Linked DNA regions of Macaca mulatta: region 2 is linked to region 1. Evidence: chromatin contacts called from public Hi-C data. All regions are on one chromosome and are shown on one strand. Each heading gives the region's core, a stretch centred on a gene start, on an enhancer-like site or on the middle of the called end of the contact. The rest is flanking DNA. Distances are from core to core; before and after follow the strand shown.

The links. Hi-C and Micro-C count contacts between places; a contact is called where the count stands out from the background.
Region 2: a contact with region 1 is called in a Hi-C map of fetal cortex germinal zone, with 2.0 times the contacts expected there. The contact joins the promoter of BMP6 here to the promoter of TXNDC5 in region 1. A contact is called at or near these places in 2 of 14 Hi-C or Micro-C datasets (fetal cortex germinal zone and liver).

What each region holds. Positions count from the first base shown.
Region 1 is chr4:175,271,913-175,275,835 of T2T-MMU8v2.0, reverse strand. TXNDC5 (thioredoxin domain containing 5) reads right to left here and starts at 2,124. Exons shown (of 10, transcript XM_015135522.3): 1 at 1,853-2,124. The coding sequence starts at 2,112.
Region 2 is chr4:175,459,204-175,463,126 of T2T-MMU8v2.0, reverse strand. BMP6 (bone morphogenetic protein 6) reads left to right here and starts at 1,635. Exons shown (of 7, transcript XM_001085364.5): 1 at 1,635-3,156. The coding sequence starts at 2,499.

The sequences.
Region 1 (3,923 bases), core at 875-3,374:
ACAATAACAAAAACATAAGCTGTGTGTGGTGACCTGTGCCTGTAGTCACAGCTATTCCAGAGGCTAAGGCAGGAGAATCACTTGAGCCCAGGAGTTAGAGGCTACAGTGAGCTGTGACTGCATACCACCGTGTTTCAGGCTGGGTAACAGAGCAAGATCCCATCTCTAAAATAAACAAATAATGAAGAAAGAAAAAAGAAAACCCATGGACAGATTTATTCCACTGAAATGGGCTCCAATTAAGTAGTATATTTAATTGCAATAGTTGCTGAGAATACTCCTGTACAGAGAGAAACTGTTAATATTGCCTGATTGTTTTATGTTACAAAGTAATTTCTGTACCACTGGTAGTTCTAAAAATTCGAGTCAGTTGGTTCTTGGGAATTTGAAACACAATGTACTTCATAGGTAAATTGTTAATAAACCCACACCGGTCCAAAAAGTTGATTTAACTCCAAATGGACTGAAACACAGTAACAGCCTGAATACAGGGTTAAGAGAAAAACGTTTCTCCAAGTTTGAAATGTACAATTTCTGAACTGGCCATTTTTCTTAGGGTACCTTGTCTCTATGCCTTCCTACATCCCTTTCCCAAGTGAGCCTCTGCTTAGCTCTGGTGAAGAATACCAAGTTCTGCAACAAGCACCTGCAGGCTATTCCAGCCTCTCAAAGGTCTTGTGTCCTAAAATTATGGCTTTTCTGCCCTGGCCTGTGATCACTTCCCTTCCTCGGGGCATCCTAGCGCTGGCAGGAAAGCTGTGCACATGCTTGTGTGAATGACAGGAAGCCCTTCCGTGGGATGAGTGCCAGGGTAGGGGTCTCTCAGGTCAGCAGCGAGGCCCACACCAAAGCCCCGCCCAGAGAACCAAAACAGGAGGGACCATCTGCTCAACTGAGGGGCTTCTCCGGATCTTACACATAACAAGTGACCTAGCCCCGAGAGAGCAGGGGGGAGGTGACAGGACAGCCTGGAGTTGAGGACCAGTGGGCTCCGGTCAGAGAGCACACCCACCCTGAGCTGCGGAGAGGTGGGGGGGGGGGGGGGGCGGGTCCAGAATTCGCACTATCTTGGTCTTTCCGGGGTAGCTCGGCAACCCTCCTCTGCCTGGACCACTCCTTCCTATCCCATAAAACACGCACAAAGTGGGAAGCGACACTTTCCTGAGTTCTATTTTTCAATTAAAGCCTCTGGAAGGGGACGTGCCCGCCGTCTAAGTGTCCCAGCCCACCCCGGTGGCCGCGGCAGCAGCAAGGCCGCTCCGGTGAGCGCACGTGGCTCACGGGCAGGCCGCGCGTCCGGCCGGCACAGGAAGTTTGGGGCTCTGGGCAGGGACCGCGGGGTGACATTTGGACTCCCGGCTGCCCGAAAGGGCGACGACCCCACATTCCCCTCCCTCGGTGCCGAGGTCCAAGAGGGGGTTGAATTCAGGAGCGCGACACAGGGCGGGCTTTTCCCGGCTGTCCCCTCGGGGACCGCCCCCTCCTCCCGCACCGCCCCGGCCGCCAAGCGCCACGTCAGCCGCGAGCGCCCGGCCCGCTGCGCTCACGCCCCCCAACCCGGAGCCCCAAGCCCTCGGTCCCCTGCAGTCTCCGGCTCCCGGCCCCGAGCCGCGGCGCCCGCGCCCCACACCCTCCCAGCCGGAGCCCCGAGCCCGCAGGATCCCCGCGCCCCCAGTGCCCACGTCCCGCAGCCCTGAACCCCGAGCCCCGCGCCCGTAGCGCACACGCCGCTGACCGGAGCCGTCGGCGCCCACGTGGCCCCCGGCCCGGGAACCCCCGCCCGCGGGCATAAGCGCCCCACGCCCCCCGAAGCGGCAAGTGCGGGGCAGGGCGCCGGCCTGCGCGGCGTTACCAGGGCGCGAAGAACATGACGAAGTGCGCGGCGCTCTGGATCCCGTGCGTGAACATGTCGGCCGTGTACAGGTGCTTGCTGTGCGGGTCCTGCCCGTCCCCGCCGTCTGCCGCGGGGGACCCGTCCGCCGCCGCCGCCGCCTCCTGGGCCCGGGCGCCCCAGCCCCCGCCGCCGCCATGGCCCAGCAGCAGCAGCAGCAGCGCGGTCAAGGCCGACGGCCGGGCCAGCAGCGGGAGGAGGCGTCCTGGGCGCGCGGGCATCGCGGCGGGGCTGGGCGCGCTCTCGCCGCGGCCGCCGGTCCCCTCGCAGCGCCCGCCCTGCGCCCCGCCCCGGAGAGGCCGCGCCCCTTCCTCTCCCCGCCCGCCCGCGCCGGCGCGCGCTCGCTACCCGCCCGAGGCCCGGGTCCGCGCGCGGGGAGGGAAGGGCTGGAGCGAGGGACCGAGTCTGGGAGGGCTCTCCGAGTCCGGCCTCCTGCGCTTCCCACCACGGGACGGCTCGCCCCAATCCCGCGAGGCTCCTGCGCCTCCGCAACCCAGGCCCTCACCCCTTTCCCCGTGGCCCGCTCCGCTCAGAGCGGCGGTGAACACACAAAGTAACGATGAGGCCAGCGGGAAGCCACAGAGGGGCCGGTCAGCCTCGGCTAATCACAGCTCACACAAGCACTCCGGGATTTCAGGCCAAAGGAAGGACAGAGCTGCTGTCAGCAGCAGAATGTAGGAAATCGGGCAAAAGACGGTGCGGTTTGCACCTGAATGAGTCAGATTCTTGGCCAGCGCTCAACTGTGATTCTTGACCTGGGCTCAGAGGGGTGATGAAACCCGCTTACCAAGTGAACCCCTTGCTGGTTACCCCTGCCCGGCCTTAACTCGGGGATGAAGAGGAAAGAACGTCAAAGCGGCCTCTTCTAGACAAGAAGGCACCTAACAGGACTGGCTGGGGTCCTACTGTGCCCTAATTTATCCAGGTTACTAAAATGAATGACAGTACGCCTGCTCTGGCTGAGCTCAGCCTTGTGGAATGGCCGGAAGGCATCCCTGCCCGGCGCCTCGTAACTCGCACCAGCACACACACCTTATAGCAGATGGTAATCGAAAGTTCCAGCCCTACCCAGGGGATCTGAGGCTAAATTAGGGAGAATCACCGGGTTGCTCTCCGGGATCCTGCCTGCTCTTTGATTATCCTCAATCCAGGAAGCCCCAGGTAGTTAACTCCTGGCTTGGCAATGGGACACGCCCACTGTCTCACCTGTCATTATCTGCTCCTGCCTTAAGCCCAGCCACTTGTGAACCTTTAACCATGGGTTGGCAAACACCAAAACCATCAATCTCCCTCCTAAGTCTGTTCTCCCAGCTACTTAAGCTTGAAACATGGGAGGCATCTTGCATTGCTCGCTCTTTTCCCTGTGTCTCAAAATTCAAACCAACCGCATTTCTTGTAACCATGACTTCCTTTCAGCAATCTCAGTGTTCATACCCTGAACAGATCTGAAGCCTGGCCTATTGCAATAGCTTTCTAAGAGTCTCTTTCATTCACACGGCTGGAAAATTAATCTTCCTAAAGCCTGCCTTTGACCAAGACAGTTTGCTGCTTAAACTTGGACCAACACACCACCAATGTCCCCATGGCCTTGGCCTATGGGATGAAATACTGATTCCTGGGGCAGCCATTCAAGGCCTTCCGTGATGTGGTTGCATCATACTTTGTGTCCCTGTGAAACTCACTCAACACTAGAAATCCAGGGATTCTCTCCAATAACTGTTATTGCCAAATTCTAATCCCTGTGTTCTCCAACACCTCATACCTCCCAAACCCTTCCCACAAGCATCGCCATACACTCTTACAGCATCAACGTCTTTCGTTTTTAACTGAAACACAGTTCTAGGAGCTCCCTCAAGTGTTGGCTCCTCATTCTTTCACACCTGGAGTCCCTCAGCGCCAGGAAGTAAAGCCTTCCTGGTTCCCCATCGCTCCTTCCAAATCCTACAAAACCCTCAGCTCTCCTTAAATGGATGCTACTGGGCATGGCACCCTCTGCCCTGCCAGTTCCTGTCGTTCTTTCACATCACTCTTC
Region 2 (3,923 bases), core at 386-2,885, 190 kb before region 1:
TGCATCTCACCAGAAGTCTTATGAAGAAGGTGCAACTAGGTTTTAAAAAAGGAGGCTCTTGGCAGGAAGCCTAGGTGTATTTGCTGGAATTTCAGACCTTCTGAGCAGAGCTCTTGGCTGCTGTGGGGCACTGCAGTGAATTTATGTCCCTAACATGTTCCATACAGAAAAAAGAAGTGACAGGGCTCTTGAATTCTGAGGATCCTGACATCCCAGACGAAGTATCGTATTATCTTTTCAGATGGAAGAAATCCCTGTAGAGGTGGTTAAAGACTGGCATTCAGGGGTGCTCAGTTTTGTGGCCTGAAATTAATAGCTATCAGATATTTGTAGAAATAAAGACTCTTCTAAATGACCACTTGTGTCTGGGCCAAGACAGAACTAGAAAGAAGGACTCAGTGGGTGGTTGGAGGTAAAGACTTTTACCCATAAGAAATAGATTCTTGGAAATAGGATAGGAATGCTTATAAGATTTGGACCAGCAGAAAGCCTATGATGTCATAAATTCATGAATCCCACAGTCTATAATCTATTTGACTTCACTCTCAAATGCCTAGGACCATTTGGACTAAGGCTGGCAAGTCAGAAAACTGCAGTTTTTATTTTCTATGCCACACGATTTTCACCAGGTAAAAAACCTTAATGTTTTATGTGAATTTGCTTCCACGATCCATAGACGGCTGGATGTTCTTGGGCGGGTAAAGGCAAATGAATTTGCGTCCTCACTGGCAAATGGTGTTGGTGGTGGTGTTATCTTGCCTAAAGTCCGCAGCAACCTGTGTTTCAGGACCCTATCTATTGTCCTGACCATTCAGAGTGCATGCCAAGCCCCTGCTCTTCCTGGAGTTATCTTTATCACCTCTCCTCAAGTTTTATCTTGCACCATATAAGTCACATTGTATTTCAATATTAAAATGCAACATTAATAGATAAGCTGGAGAAGCACTGAGTCATTTCCAAGAAGACAGGGGACGATTTTTCTAATATATTGTCTGAATACACCCTCTTTCTCTTGGGTGTAGCTTAAGAAGCCAAACCAAAGCCCAAATGAACAGATAAGTCAACACATGCGACCCCAAACCCTCAGGACGCTGGCTTGGGTTACATGTGGCCCTCTCTGTGGTCAGTTTGTGAGTAGCCTTCCCAGAGGGTGTGTCCCAACTTCCAGCAGCTGCCGTGGAAAGCCACGTGTCCGCTAAACGCCTACATTACATCAATAAGAGAAACTAAGGAAGGGATGGAAAAGCTATCATTTTTCTTTTCTTCCTCAATTCTGGCAGTATGGTGATTTAATCGCTGTTATTATTTTTATTTAGTTAAAGCATCAACTTAGGCCTTTTAAACGATGGTAAAAGAGAAAGTTTCAGATCGGGGGGTATTGGTCAGATCATTCTTACTAGCGACGACCTTTTAGCCTTTGACACCTCGCGGCTCTCCGCTTGCCTCCAAGAATTCCCGGGTCTTGAAACCTACGCGCCGCGGAGGCGACGCCTCTCGGGAGAGGGAGGGTGAAAGAAGGGGCGGGGCTATTTAAATAGCCCGCGAGCTTCGGGTCCCGATTGGCTGCTAGCCTGTCGGTTACCGCGGGGCGGGGAGTCCCGGGGCTGGAGTGCGGTACCTGAGCGCGGCGCGCCGCAGAAAGCCCACGTTGGCCGCTGCGGGAAGCGCGGCGTGGAGAAGCTGGAGACTGCGAATTCCAGCGCCTCCGCCGCGGCTGCTGCTGGGTGCACTGGCCCCCTTCCTTCCCATCCCTTCTGCGAGCGGGTTTGCTGGGCAGCCGGGCGAGCGCCGAACGGAAAGCAAGATCCTCGCCGCCTCCACTTGAGGCGTGCGGCGCGCGGAGATTTTGAGGGGGAGCGACGGTGACCGAGGGCTCAGGGGCGCGGAGTTCGTGAGCAAGAACGAAGTTAAACCTCACGGAATAGACTGGCATTTGGGGACGCCTTGTCGCCGCAGCGTGGGCCCTGCGCCGGGGTAAACTTCACAGTGGCCCTGCAATCCAGGGAGGGGCGTGCGTGGCCACGGTGATGCCGGGCATCTCCCGCAGCTCGTGAGCCGCCCCGCTACCCCGCCGCCCCGGGTCCCACTCAGCCGCCAGGGAGGGCGCGGGGCAGCGCACGTGAGCGTCCAGCGAGGCCCAGAGTGACCGCGCCGCGACCCGCCCAGGAGCCAGGGCGCAGACTGCAGCGCAGCCCGGACTCGGACGCACCTGGCCTGTACCGCGCGCCTCTAGAGACCTGCGCGGGGCTGTGGGGCTCCCCTTCCTCCCCTCCAAGAGGTTCTCCCGGTGATCGCCCCTTCGCCACCCCTCTATCCTGGGCAACTGGGGGCGCCCCGGACGACCATGAGAGATAAGGACTGAGGGCCAGGAAGGGGAAGCGAGCCCGCCGAGAGGTGGCGGGGGCTGCTCACGCCAAGGGCCACAGCGGCCGTGCTCCAGCCTCGCTCCGCCGCTCCACGCCTCGCGGGATCCGCGGGGGCAGCCCGGCCGGGCGGGGATGCCGGGGCTGGGGCGGAGGGCGCAGTGGCTGTGCTGGTGGTGGGGGCTGTTGTGCAGCTGCTGCGGGCCCCCGCCGCTGCGGCCGCCCCTGCCCGCTGCCGCGGCCGCCGCCGCCGGGGGCCAGCTGCTGGGGGACGGCGGGAGCCCCGGCCGCACGGAGCAGCCGCCGCCGTCGCCGCAATCCTCCTCGGGCTTCCTCTACCGGCGGCTCAAGACGCACGAGAAGCGGGAGATGCAGAAGGAGATCTTGTCGGTGCTGGGGCTCCCACACCGGCCCCGGCCCCTGCACGGCCTCCAACAGCCGCAGCCCCCGGCGCTCCCGCAGCAGCAGCAGCAGCAGCAGCAGCCGCCTCGCGGAGAGCCCCCTCCCGGGCAGCTGAAGTCCGCGCCCCTCTTCATGCTGGATCTGTACAACGCCCTGTCCGCCGACGACGAGGAGGACGGGGCGTCGGAGGGGGAGAGGCAGCAGCCCTGGCCCCACGAAGGAGCCAGCTCGTCCCAGCCTCGGCAGCCGGCCCCGGGCGCCGCGCACCCGCTCAACCGCAAGAGCCTCCTGGCCCCCGGACCTGGCAGCGGCGGCGCGTCCCCACTGACCAGCGCGCAGGACAGCGCCTTCCTCAACGACGCAGACATGGTCATGAGCTTTGTGAACCTGGGTAAGGATTTGGGGTAACCTAATGACGAGAACATTTCCCCCTTTTCAGTCCCGGGCCCAGGGGGTGGAGTGAGGGAGTGGAGGAGCTCCCGGCGCGCGGGTCCCGCCTGGAGCTCTAGAGGACGCGGGGACAGGCAGGCTGTGCTCTCGCCACCTGCGCGGCGGTGGGCTGCACATGCGCTCCCCCGCGCAGCGGGCAGGGCTGCACGCCGAGGCCCCGAGAGGCGGCTGGCCGGCCGGGACACGGGACTCCGGGAGCGCTGTCCCCGCGGGCGTGTCTTTGCGGACTCCCTGAGCACGTTCCGCGCTTTTTTTTTTTCACTCTTGCCCAGCTCTGATCAGGTTAACTCAACTGCAGCAGAAAAGTCCAGCCTGAGTGTGGCCATCCTGGTAAGAGGGCTCTTCAGTACGATTATTCCCTCTAAATTGACTTCTTTTGCCCCTTACCTCAGAGTGCAGTTTTCCCACCGAGACTTTTAGGGAATCCGACAGCGGTTGGGAACTTTGAAAACTTGGCATGAGTATGTTTAGAGGTATCCACGGCACTGGGAGAGGTTGCAGAGGAAAGTCCCGAAAGCACCGCAGAAGGCGCTCGGATCCCGCCCGGGCGGGGCTCGCTCCTATTTGGGGCGGGATGAAAGCTCAGCTCGGGTAATCCATCCTGTGCCCCCGCTCACATGCCCTTGGCCATTGTCCCCAAAGGCTGAACCTTTGATCGATGCAGCCCAAGCTGCTCGGGCAGAGAAAGGGTGCGGGGTAGGGGCCGGG